Regions from separate parts of the Oryctolagus cuniculus genome. Here all the other regions are linked to region 1. A link is a contact called in public Micro-C data. All regions are on one chromosome and are shown on one strand. The core of a region is the stretch at or near the end of the contact, and the rest is flanking DNA. Distances in the headings are between cores, read along the strand shown. Region 1 holds the start of GADD45A (growth arrest and DNA damage inducible alpha). Region 2 overlaps LOC138850416 (a long non-coding RNA gene). Region 3 overlaps GNG12 (G protein subunit gamma 12).

Evidence for each region. A called contact is a pair of places that touch in the nucleus more often than the background predicts.
Region 2: a contact with region 1 is called in a Micro-C map of ear pinna, with 6 times the contacts expected there. The contact joins the enhancer-like site here to the promoter of GADD45A in region 1. A contact is called at or near these places in 3 of 6 Hi-C or Micro-C datasets (ear pinna, liver and psoas muscle).
Region 3: a Micro-C map of ear pinna shows a contact between it and region 1, with 4 times the contacts expected there. The contact joins the enhancer-like site here to the promoter of GADD45A in region 1. A contact is called at or near these places in 5 of 6 Hi-C or Micro-C datasets (ear pinna, embryonic fibroblasts, psoas muscle and 2 more).

The regions. Positions count from the first base shown.
Region 1 is chr7:104,887,235-104,889,934 of mOryCun1.1, reverse strand. GADD45A (growth arrest and DNA damage inducible alpha) reads left to right here and starts at 1,317. Exons shown (of 4, transcript XM_002715933.5): 1 at 1,317-1,754; 2 at 2,210-2,311; 3 at 2,561-2,700. The coding sequence starts at 1,711. It overlaps LOC138850416 (a long non-coding RNA gene), which reads right to left and starts at 938. Exons shown (of 2, transcript XR_011390154.1): 1 at 567-938.
Region 2 is chr7:104,954,935-104,957,634 of mOryCun1.1, reverse strand. It overlaps LOC138850416 (a long non-coding RNA gene), which reads right to left. Exons shown (of 2, transcript XR_011390154.1): 2 at 829-1,529. Among named protein-coding and RNA genes, the nearest start is that of GADD45A, 68 kb to the right of the region's middle. Within about 2 kb of position 1,389, at least 6 of the 8 cell types and tissues checked have an H3K27ac peak or open chromatin away from gene starts, as enhancers often do. A contact at or near this core is called in ear pinna, where this site is marked.
Region 3 is chr7:104,807,962-104,810,661 of mOryCun1.1, reverse strand. The region is part of intron 2 of GNG12 (G protein subunit gamma 12); the gene reads right to left. Among named protein-coding and RNA genes, the nearest start is that of GADD45A, 79 kb to the left of the region's middle. Within about 2 kb of position 1,276, at least 1 of the 8 cell types and tissues checked has an H3K27ac peak or open chromatin away from gene starts, as enhancers often do. A contact at or near this core is called in ear pinna, where this site is marked.

The sequences.
Region 1 (2,700 bases), core at 68-2,567:
CTTTGCATTCCTTTCATTGTCCCTTACTGACAACACCATCAGGGATCCAATGCAAAATGGCAGTGCCAATTAAGGAACCAAAATCCCACCTATCACTTTTTCTATTAAATTAAGAGAGCTGGAGAATAATTTGTGCAGAATGATACAAATAAAAGGGTACAGAACTCCCAGGGACCCTTGCAAAAATTTACTTCTGTGACCTTCGACTGTAGAGTGACCTTAATAATGTAAGCACTCTTTTGAACGCAAGCATTTGGAAGGCATTTCCACCAGGTTGGGTGACTTCAGTAAATTTAAGAACTGTTTTTGCATTTATTGCACAAACTCAAAAAACAAAGAAAGGGATTTTTGAACTGTTCAGTGAAAGCCTACACATTAAAGTTTGTTTTCCAGAAGTGTGCAGTTAGAAAAGTCTGCTTTCCACCTCCAAGTTGCCATTATCCCAAAGGTGAGATTGTAGCATATGACTAAAATGACCTATAGCTACAGCTTCATGATTCAGCATCTAACATCAATAATTCACGGTGAGATCATAGGCTGCCTGGGGAAGGTAGGGACACACTCACTTGCTTTATGAAGGGAAGCCGAGGGCACACGGAGACAGAATTTTGAATTTAGACTGGCAGCTCGCGTGGGCGTGGGATGCGTGTCTCCCGCGCCGGGTGTCAGTGCAGAAGGCGCCTTCTCTGCGAGGGGCTCTTTGAGAAAGGTGACCGTGGGCTGTCAGGCAGCGACTCACACATGTGGTCACCAGCTCCCCACAGATCCCAACCAGCCCTGGAGTTCCACAGTCCCACTGGGCGGGTTCGGTAGCCTCTCTGCTTTCTGCGGGAAAAGACGCCAGCTTGGTTCTCTGCCATCCCTGAACACAAATGTGTTGGTTTTTCTTTATTGAGCTTCCAACCCTTGTAACCTTCTAAAAATAAATCAAACCAGCCAACAGGGCACCGAAATACTACTAGGACTAATAAGCAGCTTCGCCTAGCTAGCCTTTGATAAACAACACTGCTGAGGTAAACTTTGCCCTACAGGTTTGGACACACTATTTTCTTTTTTTAAATGTAACCAGCTTAGTAATAATTACCGCACTTGGGTGCATTAACCCTGAAAACAAAAGACATGAAACGATAATTTAAATATGTGCACCAACTAGAAAAACACTCAGCAAACCGGCCTCAGCCTCCCGCCGCGACAAAGCCCTCGGCCCGCCCCCGCCCCACCAACCGCGGAACAGCCAGCTCGCGGCCCCGCCCACCTGCGCCCCGACCGCCCCAGTCCCCTACGCTCGCCTCCCGCGTGACTCCGCCCCCTTCCGCTCCTAATAGCCTGGTTCCAGGAGCCGGGTTCGGATTGCCCAAACCAGGCTGATTGCATAGCCCAATGGTCGTGCCGTATGCAAATAAGGCACGAAGTGGTTGGCTGGGGGCTGGTCGGATAACCCCGGGGCCCTTTGTCCTGCAGTGGCTGTGTGGCAGCTTGCGGTCGTGGTGTCGCGGTCCTCGGCGAAACCAGGGGCCGAGAGCCGGCGGGCGGGAGCAGAGGACGGCGCGGTGGCTGCAGGCGCTGGAGGTGGAGCCCGGACGGAAGAGGGGCGGCCGGACTGCACCAGAGCCTGGGAGCGAGTACGGGGAGCAGGCGCCCGCGCGCCCACGGTGGCAGGAGCCGCCCGCACGCCGCGCGCTCTCTCTGTGAGGGACCTGCAGTTGCAATATGACTTTGGAGGAATTCTCGGCTGGAGAGCAGAAGACCGAAAGGTAAGTCGGCTGCTGGCGTCTGCGACCTGAACTCCTCGCGCCCTGCCCGCGCAGCTCCCTGCACCCGGATTGCGGAGAGTGGAGGGGCGAGCGGGCGGCAAAGTTTGCACAGGGCACCTCCAGCCCTCGCTCCCTCAGGGACCCTCAAGGCGCGTGCCCCCAGCCCGGCCGCCGCTCCCAGAGACTTTGGCAGAGGGCAGCTGTCTGGGGGCAGTGTCCTCCGGGGAGGGTGGCGGGAAGCACTGTCGGGGCTCCTCACCGGACACCCCAGCTTCTGGGCGTGCCGAGGGTCAAGGAGGGGGGTGGGGGTGACGGGGCGGGAGACCCTGGGTTTGCAGAAAGCCGGGGTGCTTGGCGGCACTTGCACTCGTCGAGGCTCGCGGTGCGGGGCCAGGGGCCCGCGGCGGCTCCGAGGTCACGGACTGACGTGCCCCCTCGCCTTTGCCCGCGTGTAGGATGGACAAGGTGGGGGATGCCCTGGAGGAGGTGCTGAGCAAAGCCCTGAGTCAGCGCACCATCACCGTCGGTGTGTACGAGGCGGCCAAGCTGCTCAACGTGTAAGTGGGGCCCCCGCTGTCCCCTGGTGCCCCTGGCCGCCCCAGCCCGCCGGGGTCGCGCTCCCGGGCGCTCCCCTCGCCCTGCGGCGCCGCTTCCGGCCGCCTTCCATCTGTCCCCGAGGCTGCCTTGCGACGAGCGGCGGGTGGTGAGGGGTGGGGGGCAGACCCCGGGGACCCGAGCGGGAGTGTCAGGCGCCCACGCGGGCCGGTGGCGCCCGTGTGCTCACCGGCCCCGCGCGCTGCCCGCAGGGACCCGGATAACGTGGTGCTGTGCCTGCTGGCGGCGGACGAGGACGACGACAGGGATGTGGCGCTGCAGATCCACTTCACCCTGATCCAGGCGTTCTGTTGCGAGAACGACATTAACATCCTGCGCGTCAGCAACCCGG
Region 2 (2,700 bases), core at 140-2,639, 68 kb before region 1:
GGAGTCAAAAGCACGCCTCTCCCTGGTGAGGAGGATTCATGCTAACGATTTTTAAGCCGATTCTCGGAAGGCTCTCTGGGTCATTCCTGCTCAGGAGTGAGTCCTGTGACTCAGCAAAATGCCACGATTATTGGAGCCAAGATGACTATCAAGCTACACTTGTGGATAAGTTTGGTCCAGAACAGGAAGAAATAAAAAATGTTGTAAATTAATTTTTAAAATGACCATATCATTTAAAAACTGATTCCCTTTATCTGCCATCCCTAATCAGCAACACAAGGGGCTGGTCAGGTGCTCCCTTTTCTGTGGATTACACAGTGCCTAGAATCTGGGGTCCACCCTGCGCTCACACTTGTCAGTAAGGGGTTTTGAGTAAACGCCTAGAGGCAGAACTTCCCTTTTTAGGTTGGACTTTGCTGGAAGCTGCACAGTCCCCCCACACACACCACGAGGTTATTCGCTCCTCCATACCCCGTGTATGCGTGACTTGTGCCTCTACTGTTAGCTGAGCCATGTTACTAACATACTGTCAGCCAGCACTGTGGGTATGGCGCTGGTCTGTCTTCTAGACCAGCTGTTATCCCTTGAGTAGAGAGATGGGGGGGAGGGGGTTCCGGAGGAGGGGCTGGGTGGCAAGGGGTTCCTTAGGGGCTCAGGGGCTCCTTGGAGACTCTGATTCAATGTCTGTCTTCCCCAGCAGACCATGAGCAGCTGATGGTAGGAACCCCGTTTTCCTCAGCTTCCTTTCTTGATCACCCAACACAGGGTCAGCCCACAGTAGGTGCTTAGTAAACATTTGTTGTGCAAAACAGAACTTCACCCACACACTTAGACAGCTGATATTTATTGAGGCCCCACCCCGAGTTAGGCTCTGTGCTAGGCAATCTGGGGTGCATAAAGAGAATTCAGAATGGACTTTTACCTTGGAGGAGTTTTCAAGCTACTTAGCAGACTGGGATAGAAACTGTCTTATTCATCCGGCTTCCCAGTGACCGGCACACAGCAGACAGTCATGTAAACATGTGTTGATGAACTGTAACTTCACGTGTCTGGGCTGGAAGAGTTGCTTCAGACTGGTCACTCACTCATCGTCTCCCAGCCGAATCTGCCAGCCCAGCAAACTCCGTCCCCCAGGACGACTCCCAGGGAGCCCACAAGCTGTCGCGGTTAGCCAGGCACAAAGGCAGCGGGGAAAACAACGCCTGGCTTTTCATCCGGGGCTTTCTAAAGAAACAGAGGTGTTACCATAAGGTCACCGTTGTCCCAGTCAGATCATCTTTTCAAAGGAATTGCAGGGTTGAGAGCCAACGGTGACCACATACACCTTTGCAGTAATCACAACCAGTGTTCTCGACGCTGGAAGCAAAATCGCGTAAACAAGGTTGTGCTGTGGACTTCCGTGACCCAGACTTTCAGGAAGGAGCTGACACACTGCCCAGACTCGCGCTCACCCACATAGCTCAGAAGCCAAACAAACTGAGAAGCTCGTGTTTTCCCAGCTGTGTGATGCACTCGCTTCACCAAGAGAGCTGCCAGAAAACAAGGAAAAGAAAAAATAAATTAAAAAAAAAAAAAAAAAAACCACCACGCCGGGTTCAGACCAGGCGAGGAAAGAATTGCTTTGGCTGGTCTTTGTTTTGTATTTTCATGAAGTCTCAAGAAATATAAAAATGGAGGAAGTTAGATCTATGGCTTTTAGTTACTGAAAAGAAAACAACATTTTTTTATCTTTGAGCGATCTGGCCATGTTCTCACGTCAGTGACTTTCTACTTTACAATCTCCAAATCCCTTGGTCTCGCGTCCAGGTCTTTCACAACTTGTTTAAAATAACCTTTCTTGCCACATCTGCCCCATTTCCCCCCACTCGGTGCTTTTCTTGAGTCTTGTCGGGCTCCCATTGTCTTAAAGACTTTATGTGCTTTCTTGCCTGCGTGCTTTGGTCCACGCTCTTCCTTAAGAAAAACTCCAGGTCTCCCAAGGTCAGTTCAGAGAGCTGTTTCTCACTGCTATTCACCCCAATAGCGCAAGCAACTGCTCCTGCGTCTGTCTCCCCCATAGGATCACGTTACGTAGAAGTCATTCCCCAGCATTCATTGTCTTTGCACTTTGCACCAGATACTGTGCGAGGCACTGGTGAGACAGGTGTGACAGTCCCTATCTAGCGGGGAACTCAGGCAAGTAGATCAAGTGTAACCAGGCCAAACTGTAAGGTTTTAGGAAAAGGTAAGTGCAAGGTGCTGTGGGAGATTAGCGGAGGATCATATCCCTCAGTCTGATTGGCAGGAGAGTGTCTGGAAGGCTTCCTGGAGGAAGTAGCACCAGAACAGCCTACAGGAAAAGAAGCTGTGTTCATCTCATTCTTGGCAGAGCACTCCTTGAGGGAAGAGGTCAATCATATTGAATGAGGTTATTTATTCTACCCATGTTTACGGAGCTCTTTGCTAGGAGACAGGTACTCCCAGGAACTGCTTGGGGACTGTGGAGTAGCAGTGTCTAGCGGAGAAGTACAGTAGGAAAATATAGAGGAAATCAAGCATGAGTCCCAGGATTCTGGATTAGGGTTGCCTTGTACAGGGGTGCAGGTTGTGGACTCACACCAAGCCAGGCAGGGAAGAAGGAGGGATAAGTTCAACAGGGAAGAATCTTGCTTTTGGTAGCACAGCAACCAACACTTTATATGTTGCTTTGGAATGAACTGG
Region 3 (2,700 bases), core at 27-2,526, 79 kb after region 1:
TGCAACGGCTGGAGCTGCGCTGACCCAAAGCCAGGAGCCAGGAGCTGCTTTTAGGTCTTCCACATGGGTGTGGGGGCCAAGGACTTGGGCCATCTTCTGCTGCTTTCCCAGGCACATTAGCAGGAAGCTGGATTGGTGGAACAGCAGGAGCCCATATGCGGTGGCTTTACTTGCTATGCCACAGTGCCGGTGCCAGGTCTCTTCCTTCTTAAAGAGAGACAGATATCACAGGCCCTGGCACAGGCATGTGAGGGTGGGTGCCTGCAACCCTTCTGTAGCTAGGAGGAGATCTTGCTGAGTCAGGGATTGCCATCATGCACGGAAAGAATGTGACGTTGTTGTTGAACCGCTGAATTAGAAAGCTGGAGACAGACTGCACGGGAACATCCTTTCATGTGAGACGACAAGCCCCCTTCTGGATTAGGCCGTTCTGAACTGGGTTTTCTGTTACCTGGAGCTCACACGAGCAGAGACTCAGGCAGTGCCTATTTTGTCGTCGAGTGGCTTAGATCCAAGTCTTGCCTCTTGTAGATGGTGGGCTTGTTGAGGACAGGGCTTGCAACTGATATATGCTCCTATCTCCCTAAAGCTCACCCCGTGAAGGAAGAGCTACCACGGCCTTCTGGCCTCACACTGTCAGGTCCCTCAGCCCTGATTATGGGACTCCTTCAGCGGTTTCATTTGTTTCTTTCTTTTCAAAAGATGTTCAACATAGAAAGAAACATGAACAAAATAAAAAAGCTCTATTGTCCACTTTAGGAAGCAAAAGCCACCTTTCCACCCTTATGCAACTCATGGTGCTGGGCACCTATTTTGTGCAAAGTGGATACTCCAAATGTTTGCTAAGTGAATAATTTAATTTGCCTCTGATGAGTCAAGAGCACTTAAGAGTTTTATAATGCCCTAGGGTCATAACAACGAACAGCAATTATCAACACATTGTGCTAAATATATCCCGGTCCTAGAACATCACTAGTGGTAAGTTTTTGTTTGTTCATATTGATAACCACCAAGACACTAAAACTTTAAAAATAGAACAAGTAGAGTTTGGTGTTGCGCAGTGAGATGCAAACCAAGTCTGAGTAGCATAGGTACACTCTGGATGCACACTCAACACCCTCCGTTCATGCCGGGCCCTGGGCTACAACCACAAGTAAAGAGCTATCCACTGTTCGCCAGGGCTTAGAACCTGGGGGCTAGGGGAAGAAGGACACACAACTACGAGACACTATGCTCAATGCTGTGTGCAGGGAAGGCACAGGCTATAGCAGGGATGCCAAGGCCAGACTCGATGCAACAGGCACGCCTCCCAAAGGAGTATCTACTCTGCATCTGAACACAAAGGGAAGCTCACCAAAGAGGGACACGGACAGACTTAAAAAGGACGGACTCATGATCCGGCGTGTAGTTTAGAAAAAGCCCTCCTGGCTACATCACGGGGGAGACAGCAGGCTGAGGGCAGGGAGAGCGGGGAGGTGGGGAGGTAGGGAGGCGGGGAGGCGGGGAGGCGGCTGCCCCAGCAAGGAGGCAGAAGCCCCGCAGCTTCTCAGGCTCACAGCAGGCTGATGACATCCACAGGGCCCCCAGGAGCTGAGGGGAGTGGCTCTGGGCTCTGGGTGCAAGAGGAGGAGTAGGTTTGAGCTGGAGGCCACATGGCAGGACAGTAACTTGAAACTTATGTTTGACACACCTGGTTGGCACTGGAGGCCGGATCCTTGCAAAGCAGCAGAGTAGCACTTGCTGAAGGTGGTGTGAGTATGAGTATGTGTGTGGTATGCGTGCACATGTGAGATGCGAGCCTCTGCCTCCTCATTCACCCCCTCCCACAGTCAGAAGACCACACGGATGGCTCTGGTCCCAGCACGGCTACCATGTGTCCCAGCTCAAGTGGCCATGCCTCTGCGGTCCTTAGTCTTCCCGGGAACTAAGTCTCATGAAGAGGCCGGCCTCACAGTCACTCAGGTCAGTCAACCAGGCACTGCAGAGATCAGCTGCACTCCAAGATTACAGATGTGTGTTCTACCCCAGGTGCCCAGGTAGGGCCTGGGCAGTCCACAACCTGCAGTCACATGCATCAGCCACCGGACTACAGAAGGACTTTTCTAAGCAAGCCATTGGGAGAAAACAGGTTAGGCACCCTGCTCTGGATGGGAGACAATCCATGGGAGCCCAGAATCTCCTCTGGCCTGTCACTCACACGTGCACCAGCTCTCTGATGACAAGGCAAACGCTGACCCACTTCTGACTGCACATTAGGACGGCAAGCAAGCCCTGCATGGCTGCACAGTGGCAAGCAGGGCTGGGGGGCAATGCTATGGGAAACTTTCTACGCGGACACTCAACCCTCCTGCCTTGGGTGTACCTTGCTCGAAACTCCCCCTGTCTCCCTGGACCAGCATGGTCTGGTTACAGTGGGTGAAGGCCTGTATGGAGAGGGGCCAAGTTCAGCAGGACTCGCATTGCTCTCCCTGATGTACTGGTCCTCACAGCCCCTGAGAAGCAGCGCAGTGCTGTAGAGTTCTGAGAACGCTGGTGACGGCACAGTTCATTTACTTATCCAGAAAACACAGCAGTGGCCAGGTCACAGGGCCAAGGACGAAGTTTTAGTCTGGTTTCTTTGTGGCTTCCTACTGCAGTGACATTATTTAAAAACCTAGCACTGCAGGGCCAGCACTGTGGCGTAGCAGGTAAAGCTGTTGC